Regions from separate parts of the Zea mays genome. Here region 1 is linked to region 2. A link is a contact called in public Hi-C data. All regions are on one chromosome and are shown on one strand. Each heading gives the region's core, a stretch centred on a gene start, on an enhancer-like site or on the middle of the called end of the contact. The rest is flanking DNA. Distances are from core to core; before and after follow the strand shown. Region 1 holds the start of LOC100276580. Region 2 holds the start of LOC100280910 (regulatory subunit).

The links. Hi-C and Micro-C count contacts between places; a contact is called where the count stands out from the background.
Region 1: a contact with region 2 is called in a Hi-C map of leaf, with 6 times the contacts expected there. The contact joins the promoter of LOC100276580 here to the promoter of LOC100280910 in region 2. A contact is called at or near these places in 5 of 25 Hi-C or Micro-C datasets (ear, leaf and tassel).

The regions. Positions count from the first base shown.
Region 1 is chr5:187,954,050-187,958,980 of Zm-B73-REFERENCE-NAM-5.0, reverse strand. LOC100276580 reads left to right here and starts at 1,752. Exons shown (of 2, transcript NM_001374065.1): 1 at 1,752-2,079; 2 at 2,934-3,561. The coding sequence starts at 1,873. The coding sequence ends at 3,152.
Region 2 is chr5:187,804,146-187,809,075 of Zm-B73-REFERENCE-NAM-5.0, reverse strand. It overlaps LOC100280910 (regulatory subunit), which reads left to right and starts at 1,588. Exons shown (of 16, transcript NM_001153830.1): 1 at 1,588-1,785; 2 at 2,326-2,680; 3 at 2,754-2,882; 4 at 3,996-4,203; 5 at 4,484-4,630; 6 at 4,713-4,787. The coding sequence starts at 2,471.

The sequences.
Region 1 (4,931 bases), core at 503-3,002, 150 kb before region 2:
ACCACCATCGTTCTCGCTTGGGATTTTCGGATGTTTATCGTAAAGGTTTAGAGAACATATTTGAATGACTATCTTTATTTTTTTTAAAAGTGTATCTACGTACGTGGTATATACAAAACTTATATTAGTAACGTATAGACATCTAACTAACTAGTAGTTATAAATATATGCAACGCATGCAGCACGTAGAGCAACTTGCATGCATGTATGCATGAATGCATGCCCTGGCGCCCTGCCCCGTCCGAAAATATAATGTCGGTCCTCGCTCTTCAGCTATTCTCGGCCGGCGCGGCGCGGGCCAGTGCCAGTGCATCCACACAGGCAGCCGTTGGTGTTTTCCACGGTGCACGTGAGGCGCCGTGTAGCTTCCCCATGGACATTGGACAGGCACCGCGCGCTGGGATCCTCCTCGGCCACCACCAGCACCACCTAGCTTCTTCTCCTCTCTCTCTCTCTCTACACCGCACCGCACCGCAGGGTAGCTTAGCTAGCGCATCAGTACGTACAGGCGGCCACGAGCTGCGTATTGATCCTGGGATAGAATATTGGCGTACGGACCGCTCCAGCGCTCGGTTCCCGTGCTTCCTGCCCAAGCTAGCTTTGACCGTCAAAGCGCGCGGTCGCGGAGCCGGCCGGACTGGCGGGGCGCGCGGCGCTGGCCAAGCAGACTTGCCTGCCTGATGACTGCTCTGCTAGTAGTAAAAGGTGGGCGGTGTCGCGCGGTGAAAAAGTGAAACACATGCCGTTGAACGGGGTTCTAATCTCTGGCTTAGCTGGGGAGGGGTGTTGAAGAGCACGTTTAACCCCCTCGGTTACGCCGTGCTCGTACGTACGGGTTAAACAAAGGAAAGAGGGGCCCCGCGATCGCCGGTCAAAAATACCGGGCGCTCCGTCCGGGGGGGTTGAGAGAGACACAAAGGTAAAAGGGCCACCGCCACCCCCTCTGCATGTATGTCATGTCTTGCTACTAGACGCCGCGCGCATGCATGCAGATGCAGCTCGTCGCGTCCCGTAGAGACTAGAGACTGCGTTGCGTTTGGCACTTGAGTCCCGTCCGTGTGCACACACGCTCGCGTTTCTCCACTAGCTGGACGCTGTGCATGCACGCGCGCACGTTGCACGTTCGGATTATTTGGTCAGTGGCAAGGCTTAGTTAACTATTGTTTGCTCCGTCGAATAAATCTACTGACAGGTAGGCGACTATCAGACATGACATGAGTGGACGAGTGGGTGCTCTGCGAGACTTTTGTTTTGAAAATGCGCGCGTCAGAGGGCTCGGATTCGGCGATTAAACATATCGCCCAGCGAACGCGTACGTGTCACAGGCGCGGCGGGACCGTCGCCGCCCGTGCATGGGCTGCAGGTGGCAGCCGCCATGCGGCCCCCGGCCATTTCCCGGGAGGCATGGTGGGTCTTGGTCGCGGCGCGTGTGCACGGCTGCACCCGCGCGCGGCGCGCGTCACTGTTGCATGGCGGGTCGGCACTTCGCCACGGCCCACGGGTCTCTCGAGCGGACACGAGTCGTGCTGAATTAGTTGCTGGTTCACTCCGGCCCGAGCAAGAGGCCCAGGATATGCGGACACGAGTCGGCCCGAGTGGGTGCTTGGGCCCAATTTGCTGTGGGCTGCAATATGCACCGCGTGTAGAACCATCGGAGTCCCGTACACGCTAGTGTTGGCGACTCCAAGAGTGTTCTTATCGCCCCGAAGGCGGTCTCCACTCTCTACAGACAGCCGCCACCGCCGCCGGTGGTTCACAAGCAGCCGGTAGGTACTCAACCCAAACCGCAAGGAGGACACGGAACCCAAATTCCAGCACGACTCATCCAGCCAGCAGCCCAAGCGAACCTAGGGCCCTTGAGCTCCCTCCCGCATGGCGTTCCCGTGGTGCCTCTCGGCTCCGGCCGCCGTCCCGCCTGTGGCGCCCGCGCCGGGCACCTTTGGCGTATCCGCGTCGGTCACCGCCCTCGCGCGTGTGCCGGTTCTCGCCGGTAGGCGGCGCAGGTGGAGCACGCTCGTGGTCTGCGCGGCCCCCGACGAGGAGAAGATTACCAAGCGGTCGCCCCTCGATTTCCCCATCGTAATTCTCTTGCTCTTCAACTTACCATCGGTTCATTTCATTTTAGCAGCTTGTTCTGGTGGGATTGGAGGAGGCTATAGGCTGCCCAATAACCGGTTTAGGGAGCGGGCAAAATCGGTAGAAATGTTACGTAAGTTGTGGTGTGGACAGGTTGTTCCGGTTGGGTATGCCTATGCTTTAGCTTTCGGATGTGGATTCGGTCTTCATCTACTTTTTAAGTTTTGCCATTTCGTATATCTCTGGCGAAGATACCTTTACGAAAATGATAATTTTTCACCCTATGATTTATTATGAGTGTAATAATTTCATCTGCGCTAACATAAACTTTTATTGCTATAACTTTCTGGGGTTCTTTTGCAGCTAGTAGCTCGTTGTGCTGATAGATATTTGGAGCTTCAATTTTATATTCGCTCCTAAATACTGACTACAGTCTACAAATAAGCCCTAAATGTCCTTCTGAATGTGTAGCTTCTATATATGTTTTTCTTTGTAAGAGTCTTTCATCATCAAAGATTCAAAATGAGAGAATGTTGTGGCGAGCAGTCATGAGCTGGTTTTGGTGAACTCTTAATTTCTTTAAGGCTTGACTATGTAAATGGCTTCATGACTGTATGACTGCATGTATTACATGTTGTGATGTACAGTATGTAGATACTGATCCTAGCCTTTCTTGGTAATGTTTTTTTGTGTACAACCAAAGTGGCGATTGCAGATCTGTTGCAACTTTTTCCAATGATTATTAGCTATTGGTGTGGAAGATCTGTCCAGCCTAGCAAAAATAATGTTCAAACATGACTAGTGATTTAGATCTGTTGACATCAACATTAATTTCTCTGTTGTTTGATTGTTGCTAGGAATGGGAGAGACCAAAGCCTGGGAGGAGACCTGATATCTTCCCTAAGTTCAGCCCAATGAAGACACCATTACCGCATCCGTTACCAGCTGATGATCCTCTGGATGATGATCAAGAGGAGGAAGAGGAAGAACAACCACCACCACAGGAGGAGCCACAAGAGGATGATCCAGACAAGGAAGAACCTGAGGAAGATGACCCGGACAAGCCAACCGAGTAACTTCTGGATGGCTTGAACTGTGGTAGATATAGGCAGCGGGCAAAGATGTGCTACATCTTTGGAGCACGCCAAGAGATCTCAGTTCTATTCGAACTGTTTGTTCTGCCGGCTTATATAGGCTCTAGATGCATAAGTTTGTTATGACCTTTGAGCTTTTCTAAAGCTATGGAAGTTTTGTTTTACGGATTACAGATTACGGTGCCATATCTGTGATGATATGCATTCACACTTCTATCTTAAGTTAGCGTGTACATTACAACAAGAAGTCTGCAGCAAGCCAGCAACTGTTACTCCAAATTCTTTTGCTCAGGTGTGTTTGGTCATAGGAACTAAAGTTTAGCATATGTCACGTTGAATGTTTGAATGACTATTAAGAGCATTAAATATAGTCTAATTGTAAAATTAATTATATATCTGAAGAATAAATAGTTTGGTGATTTATTAAACCTAATTAATCTATTATTAATATGTTTATTGTAAATCTATTATTAATATGTTTATTGTAGTGAATTGTGAGCTAATTAGATTTAATAAGTTCGTTTTATCGTTTAGTTCTTATTTATATAATTAGTTTTGCAATTAAATTATATTTCATATTTGTAACTAATTAGTATCCAAACATTTGATAATAAAGACTAAAATTTAGTTAAGGAACCAATCGTTAATATGAGTATCATTAATATGAGTATGTATAAAATCAGTGATGCAACTTTTTGTGCTTCTAATGACTTAATGAGCATTTCAATTTTGGACGGTACATCTTGGCAACAAGAGTGCAAGTTCAGTAAATCAGTGATGCAACTTTTTGTGCTTCTAATGACTTAATGAGCATTTCAATTTTGGACGGTACATCTTGGCAACAAGAGTGCAAGTTCAGTAAATCAGTGATGCAACTTTTTGTGCTTCTAATGACTTAATGAGCATTTCAATTTTGGACGGTACATCTTGGCAACAAGAGTGCAAGTTCAGTAATCAATTTTGGATCGGTGCACGTTTCATGTTTTTTTCAAATACGCAAGAGAGTTACATGTCATTATATTATAAGAAGAAAATAAGTGAGGCACAAAAGCCCACTCATAACAACAGAGTCACCCACACACACTAACACAACACGTCAGAACACTCACGCGGTCACGCCCACCTAAGAGCAAAATAAGGGTCTGTTTAGCAGAGTTCCACTCCATAATTCTCCAACTCCGAGAGTTGATTCTCCAATAGAGTGATTCTGAATGATTTTCTAGAAGAAGTGAATCAATCTAACTAAAATTGTTTAGCAAGTAGCCCGTGAAGTGATTTTGATGGGTTGGAGTGTGACTGTGTGAGGAGCAGGTTGAGAGCAACAAGAAGCGGATTTTTTAGGCTTTCACTCTTTAGTACAAAATGAAGACTAGATTTACTCTGCTCCCACTATGAAGCAGCTCGGTTTTTTACCATTTAGTAATTCTCGCTAGGAGCGGAGCCGTGGGAGCTCTACCAAACACCACCTAAAACAAGAGAAATTCATGCCTCTCAACCTGGATCAAATAGTCTTCAAGTTCTTGGCACCTGTTCTTCCCTGAAACCCTCGACCAGATTAGCAAGGCAAGGACTGCTTCATCAAAGACACATCTATTTCTATGTTTCCAAGGATCCAAGCCCCAGAATGACAACGCTGTTGAATCCATTTTTATTGCCTTTAGGAATTTAGGACAGGGCTTCCCTCCACCGGTCAACAAAACAAATATCACTTCTCTTAGGGACTACAGCCCAAAAACCAATGGGGAGAGAATAGAGTGCCAA
Region 2 (4,930 bases), core at 339-2,838:
GTCATTTATGACGGGTCGGTCTCGGGCTAGACGCGGGATCTACTCGAGTGATTTCCTTTTGGCACGCCTGCCCCCCTATGTGATTCCGCCACGCCCAACCCATGCTCGATGCCACGGGGTTCGTCCGGAGACGAGTTCTTTTAGGATAGACATTGTCTATCTCCTCCGATTGATTAGTAGGCCCTAGTTGTTAGAGGCCTCTTCCCCAGTGTGGTCGCTGGCTCTAGGGACCAAAGTTCGTATCCCCGATAAGGCCTTTTCTAGACCATTGGATGAGAAAACAAAAGATGTCACCCAAGCCCAAGAGGAATGCTCGCATCTTGAACACCGGGGTACTAACATTTTATACCGTGGTGAGTGATAAGGTGTTTAAGAAAAAATATATATAAGGAGATCGTCTATTCTATAGTGTTTTGTAAGGCTATATGCACAATTTATTGTCTCTACGTTACTAAAAAAACATCCAGCATTTTTTTATTTGGTTATTCAAAATAGTTATTTTCTATTCCGAGAATAAGAATAACCCTCTAAAGTATAAATAAGATATAGTAAAATTATTTAAAAATAAAAAAGATAGAAAACAATTTCTACATAAATATCTCTCTAAATTATTTAAATAATAATTTAGGGAGTAAACTTTGGAAATACTCTTCTAGACACTCTTAATGCTAGTTTGGGAGATAGAAAATTAGAGGGGATTGGAAGGACTAAAATCGATTTTGTATTTAAAATTGAATAATAAGAGGATTTTAGTCCCTCCGATCATCTTCGGGTTTATAGCTCACAAACTACCCCTTAGAGTTTGTTTGGAGGTATGTGAATTGGAGGGATTATGATCATATAATCCTTTAAGGCTAGTTTGGAAACTCAAATCCCCTTCGAGATTGAAGGGGGTTGGAGAGAAAATTAATTCATTTCCACCTCAATTTTCTCTAATTCCGAAGTGGATTTGAGATTTTCAAAGTAACCCTTAGAATGTTCGTTTTATCCTCAATCCATATGGAGGATTAGGATGTTCGTTTCATCTTCAATCCATATGTTATGAAAATAACCGACCTTACTAATTATTTTGTACTACCAAACCTTCGTACTACCAAACAAGCCCTCAACCAATGTCTAATTCTGTCAGTGTCCTCATCCTATCCTAAAAAATAAGAAATAACTATTCCTCCAACCAAAAATGGAACTAGGAATCTAGGATGGTCCCCGTAAAAAAACATAAGGTATAATTGTTCTATCCTCTTCGCCCAAACACAAACACGACCTAGAAGGACCACACATTCGGCCGCATAATCAGCGGGATAGCGTGCGGTCGATCACTTGGGTCGCGTGTCCCCCCTCGCCTTATCCCTCCGCTCCACGGGCCCACCCGTACAGCCCTGTTCGCCTCTCTCCTTTCCACAAGCCGCTCTTGTGGGTTGTGAGTGACACCTTTCGGTAGAGGTAGAAGTGTAGAACCCACCCATCAGCGGAACTGGTCCGTCGGCCCATGGGACACGTGGAGCTCTGTCGCGGCGCCGGCTCTCTCCCTCACCACTTGCATTTCCTCCCTTCCTTTTTCCGCCTCCGTTTTCCTCCCCCTCCGACACCAGCCCACCACGCGAGAACTCGTCAGATATTTATGAGCGCAGCCGCGGGTTAACCTTCCCTTCTCGCTGCCGTGCTCCTGCTCGTGCGCGCGTTCGCAATCGTAGCGCTGGGGTTGAGCCGCGAGTGGATAAACCCTAGCCGGTGGTGTAGCTGGGTTGGTGGCTTTGATGCCGGCGACGGCCCGCTTGTCCCCGGGTGGGTGAGAATTCTGCGACCGGTGTGTACTGGCGACTCCATGTTTGTGTGGGACTTCCTGGGTGCGGGGGTGGTTGGGCACTGTTCCTTTCCCATCAATTTGACTGAACTTTTTTGCGCTTTTCGTGCGGTAATCTATCTACCTTGAGGATTTTCTACCTGAGAAAGGAGTGACCACTGACCAGTGATGTTTTGGGAGGTTCCGGTTCTCTGTTCTGTTGGATTTGGGCAGGCGTCCGATCGCTGTGTCTCTGGTATTTTATTTGCGTTAGGTTTTTGTTGTTTGATCCGTGGGTAGGATCGTACCGAAGAAGTCATGATGGTAAATTAGTGTGTTGTTTTCGAATTCGTTTCGGATTGTCCATTTTGGTCAGTTAGGGTAGGATCGGGTACATGATTGATAAATTGATATACTGTTTGCTTAATGTAATCTGAGATCACTCATCCACTGATAAAGAAGTGAGCAAAAAAATGCTGTACAGTGTTCATGTACCGATTTGACTCACCGGCAAATCCTCAACAAATATGTTCATGTTGCAGAATGGAGTGAGGTGACGAAGGCTGCCATGGGCTCTAACTATGCCACGATTGGATTATAGGATAGTAGCTGGCAGCTACCAGTTTCCTAGAACCAATTTGTGGATAGCGAGAGGAGTGACTGTTGTTCAGTACTTTCACCTCGATCATGGGTGGTGTCTGCTCAAGGAAGAGAAGCCAATTGGTGGATGAAGGTGACGCTCTCCAGACATCCCCAAGGTTCTCAAAGACCAGCAGCTTAAAATGGCTGTTGCTTACACTGCCTCGCAGCAGTTCTGATGTTTCCGGGAAGGGACAGGGAAATGAACCTGGGCGGTGCCCGTCCCTCATGGAGCTTTGTGTGGCTAGAGTTTGCCAGGTAGTATTGTGTCTACACGTGTTTGAATTTTGACATGGAATGTCTTTTTTCTTGAACCCAGTAATATTTGCAGGATATCGACAGGTATTCTACTTTTGCAATGCTGCCAAGGGATCTCAGCCAGCAGATTTTCAATGAATTAGTAAATTCAAACCGTCTTACAGAGGCATCACTTCAAGTTTTTAGGGATTGTGCTCTGCAGGTAAGGTTTCTGTTCTAATATGTCTAGCATTCCTATAGGAGTATGCCCCTACTGTTTCCCCCCAAAAGAAATGTGCTTAGCTTCCTTGTAAGTATAGCACATAGGTTGGTCCCATGCAGGGCCGGTCCTGGCATTTTAGGGGCCCTAGGCGAAAACTAATTTAGAGGCCCCTATTATCTCTCTATATATTATATATCTAATATGTATTTATATATAAAGTTTTTTTAAAACATGATTGTTGGTCATAAATAGTTTTTCAATAATTCTAGTTTTCAAAAAAATTACGGCTAAGATTCGATAGGCAATAGAGACATTAGGATAACAATTCACCTCTAAGATATTCTTGAAAATTTATGTAGCACTAGCAGACAGCCAGACAATACTCCATTCAAAAATCTCTTATCTTGGTGCCGAAATAAAATAAGAGTTTGGAATAAAAATTTTGACTTTAAAATCCAATATAGAATATATCAATGAACAATCATTAGTTCATGAGATTGAAAAATACATACATATAACATATAATATAAGAACTAGTACACTATACGCTACGACTATAGTCATCTATCGAACACGCACTCAGGGTGTCACCACGTCGTGTTAGGAGTCTGCGATGATTTATTTTCTCTATGACTGCAATAGGCTCATCGATTCGTTTCTTAGATTTCCAACAAGCTACATCTAACGAACAGACTATTGAATAATGTTTGATCCAAGACCAATTACTAAATATCCATAGCACACATTATATACTTATACTTAATACATATTTAGGGGCCCTATAACTTCGGGGGGCCCTGGGCGACCGCCCACTCTGCCCACCCCCAGGGCCGGCCCTGGTCCCATGAGATGCATATCAAACTCGAGAGGTGGGATCTAGTAGTTACAATAAGCAAAGTTGTCTAGCAAGCGACAATTGGAAGTTTGGAACCTCTTGTTAGATGTTTTTCTATTAGGTACTTAAATGCTCTTTCCTCTCATTTGGAATTGATATTCACTTTTCTATTGAGGACTTTATTTGAAACTAGTTTTCACTTCTGAGAATGAATCTTGTGTGATAATATGAGGCTATTTCACCTTTGTGATAACTGTTCTTTCATGCCTCATTGTTAGGACATTGGCTTAGGGGAGTACCCTGGAGTAAAGGATGCTTGGATGGAAGTAGTGGCATCTCAAAAGCAGTCATTGTTGTCGGTTGATATTTCTTGCTCTGAAGTAGCTGATAGTGGGATAGATCTTCTTAGAGATTGCTCAAGCATGCAAAGTTTGGCATGTAATTACTGTGATCAAATATCCGAAAGTGGTCTGGGAGTACTGTCAGGTTAGTCACATGTTTCTTACTGAGGTTTTGTTTATTTATATGACTTTAGTTCACTTAAGATGGATTTAAGGATGAACTTAAAAGCTATTTCCTGTGTGCAAGCTTAATGCCCTAGTAGGTTCTTCGAATGGTTGCTTATTGATTGCTCAAATGTGTTAAGAAGTCCAACTCTTACCGTAAACTTGGCCTATTGGTAGCACTTCAAATACAAGTCCCTATTTTAATTGTGTTATAGAACTTGTATTTTGTTAACTAAAAATTAATGCTTCTATATCTGCAGGATTGTCAAACCTATCTTCTTTAAGCTTCAAGCGAAGTAATGCTGTTACTGCTGAAGGAATGAGAGCCTTTGCAAATTTAGTTAACTTACTAAATCTCGACCTTGAAGGTTGCCTAAAGATTCATGGTGGCCTTATTCATTTAAAAGGTCTCCTCTGGTCCTCGTGAACTTTCACTACTTTGGAGTTGTTGATTTGAAATATCAGTTGCAATGTCTTTTTTCCCTCCAGATCTGACAAAGCTCGAGTCATTGAATATGAGATATTGCAATTATATTGCGGATTCAGATATCAAATATTTAACAGGTAGCATAATATCTGTTTGTTTCTGTGAATTCCTTCAGAAACACCATATGATATCAGTCTCAGACAAAGCGGCTGTCTTGATAGAAATTTATCTATCGTCATTTTCAACATAATAAAATTTATAAGATGACATTTCCATATCT